Linked DNA regions of Triticum aestivum: region 2 is linked to region 1. A link is a contact called in public Hi-C data. All regions are on one chromosome and are shown on one strand. The core of a region is the stretch at or near the end of the contact, and the rest is flanking DNA. Distances in the headings are between cores, read along the strand shown. Region 1 holds the start of LOC123069633 (RNA-binding protein P). Region 2 overlaps LOC123069634 (translin-associated protein X).

The links. A called contact is a pair of places that touch in the nucleus more often than the background predicts.
Region 2: a Hi-C map of leaf shows a contact between it and region 1, with 5 times the contacts expected there. The contact joins the enhancer-like site here to the promoter of LOC123069633 in region 1. A contact is called at or near these places in 3 of 5 Hi-C or Micro-C datasets (all in leaf) and 1 of 1 datasets of contacts at active chromatin or transcription factors (leaf).

Annotation. Positions count from the first base shown.
Region 1 is chr3B:262,192,384-262,198,154 of IWGSC CS RefSeq v2.1, forward strand. It overlaps LOC123069633 (RNA-binding protein P), which reads right to left and starts at 4,321. Exons shown (of 2, transcript XM_044492539.1): 1 at 2,761-4,321; 2 at 1,525-1,791. The coding sequence starts at 4,188. The coding sequence ends at 2,761.
Region 2 is chr3B:262,332,187-262,338,133 of IWGSC CS RefSeq v2.1, forward strand. LOC123069634 (translin-associated protein X) reads right to left here. Exons shown (of 7, transcript XM_044492540.1): 5 at 5,823-5,947; 6 at 5,524-5,725; 7 at 2,896-3,181. The coding sequence ends at 3,078. Among protein-coding and RNA genes, the nearest start is that of LOC123069634, 18 kb to the right of the region's middle. Within about 2 kb of position 1,650, at least 3 of the 8 cell types and tissues checked have an H3K27ac peak or open chromatin away from gene starts, as enhancers often do. A contact at or near this core is called in leaf, where this site is marked.

The DNA of each region.
Region 1 (5,771 bases), core at 3,071-5,570:
ATTTGAGGGAGTAATTCGCAGCCATATCAGAGTTTATAAATTCTTTATATTACTCGTTAGCACCATCCATCTCTGAGCGACTACACTACGTTGATCTACATGAGGAAATTTTATCATATCCCCTCCGGTATAGGATAAGACTGAACGACTACGTTGATTTGATTTTTCTTTTTTCTTGGCCTGCATACAGATGTAGCATCTGAACTTACAAACGAACTCACATCGCAATCACGAGTGGCATACACGTGAGGGGCTTCATACAATCATACTCCACGTGAAACAGGTCGATCCCAGGATCGAACCTGTTGTGGGCTGGTTGGCCAGCCCCAGAACCAACAAGGCGTTCCCGAATACAATGTTAAGTTGCAAACCCTGATAGAATTGACAACAAATGATATATACATATGTCGTGTGATCGAAAGATAATGACGTGTCACAGCTTACAAAAACTTGTTGGATAAAGACTTTAGGCCAGATAACTGATAACACGCAGCTTAGTAAATTATGATCTATTACATCAGGGATACTTTATATCAGAAAAATTGCTATGTGCTCTTATAGGTAAGAATACTCAAAATAGAACATCAAACGAAATTTGCATATTTGTGAGGAGCACTAGGATAAGTGCCAGATAATAGAACATGTACCCATGTTACTTCTAATTATCATGCACCTATTCTATTCATTAATCCACCACAATGTTTAAACTGGTTCAATTACCGCTCCTAGTTCTATTCTAGTTTTCCAATTAAACATACTGGTAACGCGCACATAAGAGTGTGCTACAGTCTGCTCCTAGTTCTATTCTACTACTAAACCAAAAGAAAAACATCACACGCAAAAACAAATGAAGAACATAAGAGTGTGCTAATCAGGTTGTAAAGCAACTTAGTAGCCATTCACCTCATCTTGAACTGTATCTTTTCTTCCCTCCTCTTCCTTTTGCTGCAGTCCTCCTCCACATCAAAGATATGAGCACTTGTCTTCCTGTGAGGGTTCAATCAAGCCAGCCCCTCCCACCCTTCCAACAGCCCTACCTCTTCGATGAGGACATCCCTCCCCCTACTTCGCCCTTTCCAACTACTAGCTTGCCCACAGGCAAAAAATTAGTCAACGGCCAAAGTCTAAATCGCTGCTAAAAGGTCTTCTGTTTAGTATTTACGCCTATGACCTCAGACCAACACAACTAAAATTGGACTGCCCGACAAGATAGACAAAAAAACGCATTTGAGAATGCAATAGCCTCTTTTCTAAAATCAGCACATTGATATTTTCCTAGATCTGCCAGAGATTCTCCTTAACCAACTTTATCTCACGATAATGATAAACTTGGCCAAAATAAACAAATGCCTACTTTGTAAACAAAGCAATATTCAACTTTTTGTTCAGAAATAAATCCACACAACATTTCTGGTCAGAAACATATCAGCATGACAAGAAAAGTAGGGAATGGCATTTTTTTTAATAACACAAATTGGGTTTCAACAAATGCCAAAAATAATGACTGAAAATTCTTGTATAAAATGCAGTAAAAATTCCACGGTGCTTTAAATCGATAGAAAGTCTTTTACAATAGGGTCACAAGACAATAGTAACTTTTCGAAAATTTAAATAATTGTACATAGATTTGTTCAATTTTGAAAACATAGGATTGAGGAAATCAAAGTTCTTATGAAAACTTTGACCGCTAGAGTAAGCAACTTGCGAGAAGCAGCCTAAAACAGCATGTTTATAAGTGCGGCGCAGGAACACGTAGAATCATCTGGCCACAAAAAAATAGTTATAAGCATCCTGCCAAATAGCAATATGGATAAAGATAAGTGATATAGTTCTTAAACAAAATTTGAATATGCAAAAAAAGAAAATGAACTGCTAAATAAATGCATAACTCATAGCTTGGGGTTTGCAATAATTAAAATAAGTGACAGCATTTTTTAATGTAAGCACTGAAACCTGCATACAAGCTACGTATAATGTGCATATGCATGTGAAACAATGTTTGTGAGATGACACAAATGATAAGGCCTGCCAAAAATTCTTTGCTTGCAAACTGAAACCCATTCAAACCTACCCAAGGATACTGCAAGGCCATAGCCTTCAATCTTTTAGCCAATTTCCACAGATCGAATAAGGCAAACAAAACATAAATCAAGCATCATTAAACTAAAACAGAGCCCATATATTCAACACCTTCACTTCTAGCCTCAACCTATTACTATTTAAGCATATTAGTTTTATTTCTCAAACCTCAACGTCGATCAATGTTAGCTTGGCTAGCTCTTATGCAACAAATGTAATACATGTGGAAGGACCATCACTAAAACTAAGAAGCAATTTGTCGGGAAGTACTGGTTCCTTACTTAACAGATGACCTACAATTTCAAAAAGCTAATAGAAGGCATTAACTTCATTTTGTAGTTCAGGTTGTCATATTGGACCGCAGTAAGGCAGCAAATTAGACAAATGCATTCAGGCACATCCTAGATCTCATCAGAATGCACATTAGAGAACTTAGAACTATCATATGCTTAGAGTATTTCAGCTTATGCTAAGAAAAAATGGTTTGAAGAAACAAAAAAAGATAGAATAAGTAAATAAAAAATGCAAGACTAATACCAGTGTAAAACTGTAAATGCAAAGCTAACTTCTTCACAGATAAGAAAAACAAGGAAAGTAATTTCTTGACGTAAATCAGATATCAGAAGTTCAGAACTATATGTAGCTTCTACAGTTAGGACACATCGACCGACCAAATCTTACCTAATGACCCATGTAATTTCTTCCTGGACCTCCCGGTGGACCACCATACCCGCCACCACCCCCATAGCCTCCCATATAACTGCCAGGCATTCCAGGTACACCGCCACCACCAAGAGCTCCAGAAGACCCTGAATTTGGCACCCCTGAACTATTAGGACCAACTCCAAGGATGTTATTCAGACCCAACCCTCCCCCTTGGGTGGCCAAGAAAGCTGTTAAAGCCTGGCCCAGTGCAGGATTCATCCCTGGACCACCAGGTACAGGCCCAGGCATTGAAGCCAGGCTCGCTGGAGATGCCATCCCATAACCAGCACCAACAGTGCCAGGCAGAGAATGGCTACCAGCACCATAGCCAGCAGCGCCCTTCCTCCCACTTGTAGTTGTGGCACCATATCCTCCTCCTTTGTTGGGTTTTGGCCCATCGATTGCCTTCTGGCAGTGCAGCATAACTCCCTCAAATGACTTGTGCGGCTCCTGGAGCGCCTTCTTGGCGCTCTCAAGGGTCCTGTAAACAAACAGAGCAAAACCCTTGGGCTTTCCGGTTGCCTTGTCGAGCCCAAGAGGACCCTCCTCAATTTCACCATACTTTGAAAAGAACTGCAGCAGTTTCTGTGGGTCGATATCTGCGCCAACATTGCTAACAAAAATCTTCCGCTGTGTGTACTCAGAAACTGGCGGTAGTATCAAGGCTGCTGGAGCCGGAGCTGGAGCTGTAGCCAACATAGGATTGTTGGCCGCACCGCCAGGTGGGACAGGGCCCAAAGAAGCAAGCTGGCAGGAGGTAGTGCGGTTGCCGATCTTCTTCTGGGGCTCCAGCAGGGCCGCGCGGGCGCCAGAAAGGCGGCTGAAGAGGATGAACCCGTAGCCCTTGCACTTGCCCGTGTTACGGTCTGAGACGAGCTTGAGATCCTCGATCTCACCATAAGGGCGGAAAGCCTCGGTGAGGATGTCCACGGTGGTGTCCCATCCGAGGCCGTGGACGAAGATCTTCCGCTGGGCTGGATCCGCGTCGGCCGCTCGGCGGACGGACTCGAGCACGTCGCCGTGGCGGACGGCGGCGTCGCGGAGCAGCTCGACGAGCTGCTCCTTGGGGAACACCTCCAGTAGCGCCTGGATCGAGGCGGGGTCGCTGTCGCCCTCCTCGGCCTGCTGCTGTTCTTCCTCCTCGACCTCCTCTTCCTCCTCCTCTTCCACCTCCTCCCACTCGTCCTCCTCGCCGCCCACCTCCTGCTTCACCGCCGCGCCCCCAGCGATGGACCCGCTCTCCTGGGCCACGGTTTGGGAGGAAGTGGGGTAGTACTCGGCTAGGGTTTCGGGCTGGGGGGGAGCAGCTGCCGGCTCGGCGATCTTTGCGGCAGCTGGAGCCTTAGCGGCGGGGGAGTTTGCTGCCAAGGTGGATTTCGGCTCGAGCTTCCGCTTCTTGCCCATGGCGACGGCGAGGTGGGGAGATTGGAGGCGAAGGCGAGCTAGGGTTCGACGGTTTGGGAAGGGATGGGGTCGGATATGGGATGGTTGGGTGACAAGGCGACGATTCGTACCGCCACGCGGTCGGGTGGCTAGTTCACGGCACCGTTATATCGGTGTTTTCCTTTTATTATTATTTTTTGAGAATCTTATATGGGTGTTTTCCTTTCCTTTATTATGGGCGACGATGGATAGGCTAAGCAATCCCTGTTGTCTCCTTGGCCTACAATTGTTAGAAGAACGCCCAGGGCAGAGCTGGCCAAACGGGCCGGCCCGCCATAAACAGGCCTGGCACGACTAATAGCCGGGCCGGGCCGGGCCGGCCCACGTGCTGCAGGCAACAGCCCAAGCACGGCATGGGAGTTAAGTGGGCCGGCCCATGGCACGTTTAGGCACGCCGGTATGTGTCGGTTTGATTTTTTTCTATGAAATACCGTCAAAAAGGGAAAAAGGCAAAAAATGTAAAAAAATATGGTGAAGTATTAAAAAGATTAAAAAACATATTAGAGCACTAGAAATGTACGCATGCACTACAAAATTATTAAACATATTAGAGTACTAGGTATTTATATAGGACATATATATTTATATATTTCAAAAAAAGATAAACGGGTCGTGTCGTGCCAGCCCGCGTGCCCAGCCTCCAGGGCCATGGTGTGCCTCGTGCCGTGCCGTTTAGCCCGGGCCGTGCCGTGCCTGGCCCGTTTAGCCCGGGCCGTGCCGTGCCGTTCCTGCGTGCTACCGGGCCGACCCAGTTAGCACGGCCTGTTTGACCAGCTGTAGCCCACGGCAAGGACCCTTCCTTTTTTAAAAAAGAGAGTATGTTCTTTATTTTATTTTATTTTATTGCAATTAGGGTGTTTTTCTTTTGCAACTACTCCCTTCGCACGGAATTACTCATCGCATAGATAGAGAGAAATGGATCTAGATTTAAAAATACGTCTAGATACATTCGTTTCTACGACAAATAATTTGGGACGGAGGGAGTCATAACCAGTCACAGCAGTACAAGGAACACTGGAAGTAAAAAACAATTACAACCAAGTCCATGGACCATCTAGCGACGGCTACAAGCACTGAAGCGAGTCGAAGATGTGTTGTTGTCTTCATCCCTCCGTCACTAGAGCCGGGCAAACCTTGTTGTGGTAGATAGTCGGGGAAGCATCGTGCTGACAACCCCACAGGACCAACGCGCCCGATCAATAACCATCGCCGATGAAAGAGAATCGTAGATCGGAAGGATCAAACTTGTAACCACACGGCCAAATACTAGATCCAAACAAATCCACCGAAGACCAGCACCGATTGAATCGTGTGCTATCCGACGGAGACATACCTCCACACGCCTTTCGGCGATGCTAAACACACTATTGGAACGAGATTAGCCATGGGAGACATTATTCATACTGAGAGACATCGTCGCCGCCACATGACCTCATTCAAGACGTCGGACCTAACAAGAACACGAGTGGGGATCCCTCCCGTATGTGATGGGGGAGTGAGGCCTATGACACCTCCGCGACCCAAAGTCCATCAAAAGCAGGGCA
Region 2 (5,947 bases), core at 400-2,899, 140 kb after region 1:
AGAAGGGCAATCACTCGTTCTTAAAACCAGCATTCTTAAGATCAAAGAGCCGGGCGGAAAAGGAGGAGAGCTCCCCGTTCCTGGTTCTCCTGTAACTGGATTCCCCGGAACCACAAGAATCCTTAGAATGGGATTCCAACTCAGCACCTTGAGAAGGGGTGAATAGGAAATCTGAAACCTCTTAGAAGGAAGGATACGAAGCATACCCTCTCATCTCTGCTTGGAGTAGGAGAGTTCTCTGCAAGGGCCTCGCCGTTCGCCGAGGCCAATCCAGCGCGAATGGGCACGAGATCTGCGGCTGGAAGGTACCCCTGCCACTGCAGGTCGCATAGCTGGAGTCGTGAAACAGAGCCACTGGACCAGTCACCTAGAGCTTGGCCATGAGGGCGCGAGGATGAGCCTGGGGCACTAGCCATGAGTGTTGAGCTTTCTTTGGGCAGGATTGGATTCCTATTTGGGAGATGAATGGGACGCTCAATGCGCCTTTGGCTTATTTAATAGGCATGATCTTTGATCCCTGAAGGGTGTTTTTGTAAAAAGAATGCAAGGTTGTTCATCTTCTGAGGGACGCCCAAAAATTGAGGATCGCCCTTGACCACATTAATGATGCGGGCCCATTAACAGTTTGGTAGGATGGGAAGTCATGGCAGCCGAATTGCTACAGTCGAACCTTAGGAAGATGGAGAACTCGCGTCGCAAGCCAAAGACTTTGGAGAGCATGGAATGCGCAACATTTGGAGCTCTGGCCATTGAAGGCTAGTTCGGGGGCTATTGAGGGAGTCCTGGACTAGGCGGTCCTCGGGGTGCCGGCTCATCTCACATGGGCCGGACTATTGGGCCGCACCATATCCGAACCGAAGACCTTTTGTGCCTTGGAGTGTACCCCAAGTCAAGATGAAAGATCCGACGTTTCCTTGATGTAACCGACTATCTATAAACCCTAGTACCCCTGGTGCCTATATAAACCAGAGGGATTAGTCCATAGAGTCTATGAGAACAATCACCATCCTACTAGTTAGGGCTTAGTTCCTCTGATCTTGAGGTAGATCAACTCTGTAACCCCTATATACACAAGCAATACAATCAAGCAGGACGTAGGGTATTACCTCTTAGAGAGGGCCCGAACCTGGATAAATATCGTGTTTTGCGTCCCTTGTTCCCCATCGATCCAAGATCACAGTTCGGGACCCCTAACCGAGATCCACCGGTTTTAACACCGACATACGGCGCAAAAGGTTCGTTGCATGTATGGACGTAAACTTGATGAATTTAGTAGCCAATTTGAGATGGCTTCACAGAATTATCCTTCTCCAAAAGCTCCCAATTCTCACGCGACATGCTTCACCAACTTTTTTAAAGGATTACGGCAGGGGAAGCCCTTGTAACAATTTTTGTTTTTTGTTTTTTGTTTTTGAAAGAACAAGAACACAAATTCATGTCCATGAGAACTTGAACCCTGGAATTATCACACACAATCTTTTTGGTGCTTGTTCGTTGAATTTCCTGGGATAATGACTCATTTCGGCCAATCGGCCGAAACTTCCGCTGGCTACACGAGCCGCTGGATCCGGCTTTCATTGTGCGCCCCTGCAACCTACCCCACGTGCCACATGTTTCATATGGCCCACCACCCATTGCTCTTATCCTTATCTCCATTTTTCCACTGCGAGCATCATCTTCTACCTCTCCTTCACCGAGAGCACCGCATCCTCGTCCCTCCAAGGGAGCAGGCGAGGTGGGACAACAGTCGCCGGCGTTACCCACTTCCTTGATCTCGACCATGGGAATACCAACCCATCACCTCCAAACCCCAATTGGGAGCGGCTGCGACGACAGGCCCACCTCGCGTGCCCGCCGATCTTCGATTTCCATGGCTACGACCATCGGGGCCACGGCGATGCGACGAGCTCAAACCCCCGACCACAGGGATGATGGAACCAAGCACCCGCCGAGCTGGAACCACGGCCGCGGTTTGTCAGCAAGCTACAACCAACCAATATCGGTGCTACAACGACAACCATCGGATGCTAGAACAGGTCCTCTATTTTTCTGCAACCGACGAAGGGTGATGCAATGGCGGGGAGATGTGGTGCCGAGATAGCTGCAACCAGCAACAAAAGAAGTTTGAAGTGAGGGATTTTTTTGCTCCCGTCGATGGGAGTGGTTTGGGGGCGATAGGGGGTGGCGCCATATTTTGTTGCATTCAGAAACAAAAGCAACTATCATTGAGCAGTTTTGCTATGATGGCGACGGGGTGGCATCAACGATGGTTTTTTTTGCTCGAACTGGCACACATGTTTGCTATTACCGGTGGGAGTTTTTGCTGCGACCAGCAAACCGAGGCGCGAACTCGTCAATGGAGCACTGCGACCGGCGGTGGTGCTTCGAGGTTGGTCACCTCGCTCGTCCACTGCAAGTGTCGGATGCGCCACTGCTTTTTTTTTCGATTGCGCTAGTCAGATCTGTTCTTTTGGGGGAGAAAAAACGACATGGGAAGACAGATCCGACGGCCACACGCACACGTATTCAACGCCCGTGCAGTGACCGACTGAAAACTAGGCCGGTTGATCGGCGGCTAGCGCTGAACATTTCCTATGGGCAGGGTACGACCTCTTCCAAATGTTCCAAGGTGGCGGCATATCATCTCTTACGGCGTTCTCTAGGGGATGGTATATTTTGAGAGAAAATTATCCAGTACACCTCACTATAATTATTAAGACATGTGGTAAGCAATCCAAACTAATTGGAGATTTGATGATTTTTCTTGAAATTGTATTAACAAGACAATTATTTTCTCTCTACTTTGGTGAGGTCTGAACGCATATCAGGTGATTAGAGCTGATGTTCAGAACCCTCAAGGGACTTTTCTGGAGGGGACAAAAGAGCATCAGAAGATAAGGAAACAGAAACAACCAGTGCATAGAAGAAGAAGAATGCTAGGTTAGTCTTGCAATGCTACAGAATACAGATATTACATGTTCTACGGTGTGCTGTGCACAAGCAATAAATAATACAGTCATGTTCAAAGCTTCTTTTTTGAGATAGGTCCCCGAACATGTCTGTTAGGCGGTCTGGCTTCATTGGTCATAGTCGGCGGCACCGAAGAAGGCATAGTCTGACTCGCCAGATGATCCCAGCATAGCGATGTATTCAGATCCTCTCACATGAACACTGAAGCAAGCTGTATAACATATACATGCACAGCGTCAAAGTCAGCAGAAGTATAATTGCATCTGCCCTAATATGGATCCAACAATAACGAACATAAGATTATGATGTTACCACAAATGCAAATCTAGGTATTCAGAGAAGGTGGATCTAAACTAAATCAGCACACCTACATACAGAAACACTGCCAGGGGGGACATCAACAAATACGTAGTGCCCCTAGTCCGATGTGTTTTAAAAACAGAAATACACCGACAAAAAATGACAGTAAGACAGGCAGGAGATAACATCAACAATATTGAAACAAAAGCAAAAAGATAACTGATGAAGTGGACGGCACAGCAGACCTAAGCTATCCCCAGTACTTGTGAACCTGTTGTGCTTGAAATGTAATTCCACAAAATAGAAGGAAGCGTTGAAATATTTGAATAAGCTAAATTATCAATTTTCAACAAAGTTTTTTGTGCCAGATAGTTCAGAAAAAGTAAAAACTACAAAAGCTTCTGAACTATCATTGTGGCAGAGAATCAAACCATTTAAACTAAGTGGATTACAATTATTATTTATAAACAGCAGAAACATCGTGTACTTGTTTTTTCCTGCATATATTCAATAAATTCAAAGTAAAACAGCTTTTTGGGAAAAGCTACTGTACCCGCAAGGATGTTTGCTTGAATTTAAGGTTTAGGTACTTGTGCATTTTGAAGAATTCTAAAAAAATATATCAACTCTGAACATGTAGGTTCAAGGTTTACATACTTGTGCAAATGTACATTAGTTTTTTTTGAGAATTTTTAAAGATGCACAGGTAGGTAACAATCAACTCTGAACACGTAGGTTCAAGGTTTAAACACAAGCACCCACCTCTGAATGTACAAAATACAGACCACTCTTTTTGTTTAAAAATGTGGAACGTCCGAGTGCAAACCAACACAGGACTTTTCTAGAGGTACTACAACAGACAACGAGCTTTTGACAGACACAATTAAGGTGCCACTGAATGATTCTAGTTGACTAGCACATGGTACAACAAGAAAGTTCAGATGTGAACTTAAATAGCACGATTAAAACCAACCCTAGTTCAGGTTGGGTATACTTAAAAACACTAATAACCAAACAAATATATTACTCATGCTAGTTTGATCCTTGATAAACTTTAACATAGTCATGGTGGTTCTTGTTGTATATAGACAAAATGATTGAAAGATGGGATATCTAGTGTCACCGTAGAAATAAAAGTACAGATAAATAAAAGAACACAAGATCAAACAAAAACATGTGATTTACGAACGGAAATCACGCTTAATTAACTGCTAAATAATGTCTAAAGCAATAGCAGAATCATTAGTCCTTACAAACAAAGGCAGCAAAGGACTGCCAATTTCACAATATAACTTTGCAACTACCGGACAACACATTTTCAGTTGAGGAGAACCTTCTTAAAAGATCAGCTATTCTAGCAAAAGCAGAAAAGTTGCTCTTTTTGTTAGCATATACTGGTGGTAACTGGCAAGTAAGAATCAACATTTAAGATCAGTTGGTGGTCTGGGAACTAAGGTGTGAGTGTTACAGAGTCAAGGAGAACACACAAAATTATATAGCATTATGTACATGTGAAGATAGTACGCTCCAACCTTTTACCAGGGTGTAACTGATATTTAATAATCTACAAATCCAGATTCTTAAGTGTCATATGTAGCTGATTATCTATCAGAAATTTATGCATTTTCATGATTAATTTAATCAATAAATAGGTGACTACATTTGTGTAAATATACACCACTTCATAGACAACATTTCTGCGCCTCCTCGGCAACATCTATGGAAGCCGATAATTATATCGCCAATATGGTAGGTCTATTAACTGTATTTTCAGTTGGTATCATGTCTAGTTTATATGTTGTGCTAATGTTAATCACTGCTTCTTCTGATCAAATTCACCCCTGGAATGCATAATTTCCTTGCATTTGAGCACATGGATTGTGCAACAAAGATAAATTAGCTACAGTCAGCCAGCACGTCCAAGCCTAGTGTCAATATCTTTAGTTTTTATCCATTCTAAGCACTATATAAGGCTAGCACCACATTGGTTGGACCCAAGCAATGGAATAACAAACAAGGGTTGTTTCCACCAAAATTCATGCGATTGTTCAATGGATTAACCCGTAGTGAGACGAGTTTTTTCTTCAAACCAAACAATCCATAAATTCTGCTGCGATTTTCCCTCTTTCGCTGGCTATTCTAGTTCTAGTCCTCCCCAAATCGGTGCCTCCATCATCACCATATGTCTCCAAACAAAAGGTTTAGATCATTCATGTACTTAGCATACGATGTTGGGCATGAAAGAAGTGATACCATTCTCAATTTTCACTACGCTTTGAAGCATAACCTCCATTTTCTTCTTCATCTCATTATTGTCATCCATCAGTGGCACAAGAAGGGTCAGCTCCCTATAAATGTCACGTACAAATGCACATATATTTTTAGCATATTCAACTTCCCCATCAGATATACGTCCAATTGCAAGCCTCATTAGCTCTCCTGACAAATCAGCAACCTAAGACATTGGCAGCACAGAAATAGCATTAACTTCCAGCAAGTACAGAAAAGGGAAAATGATCATAAATAATTTATAAATATATCAGTATATTTACCCCTAAAAGATAGTCAAGCACATTTATCTGCAAGGGCTCAATGGATTTATCACTTAGAGCAAGCAAAGAATCATTAATTTCAGCTAGACCCAATAAAGTGCCAGTCTTGCAAAATCTACAAAATG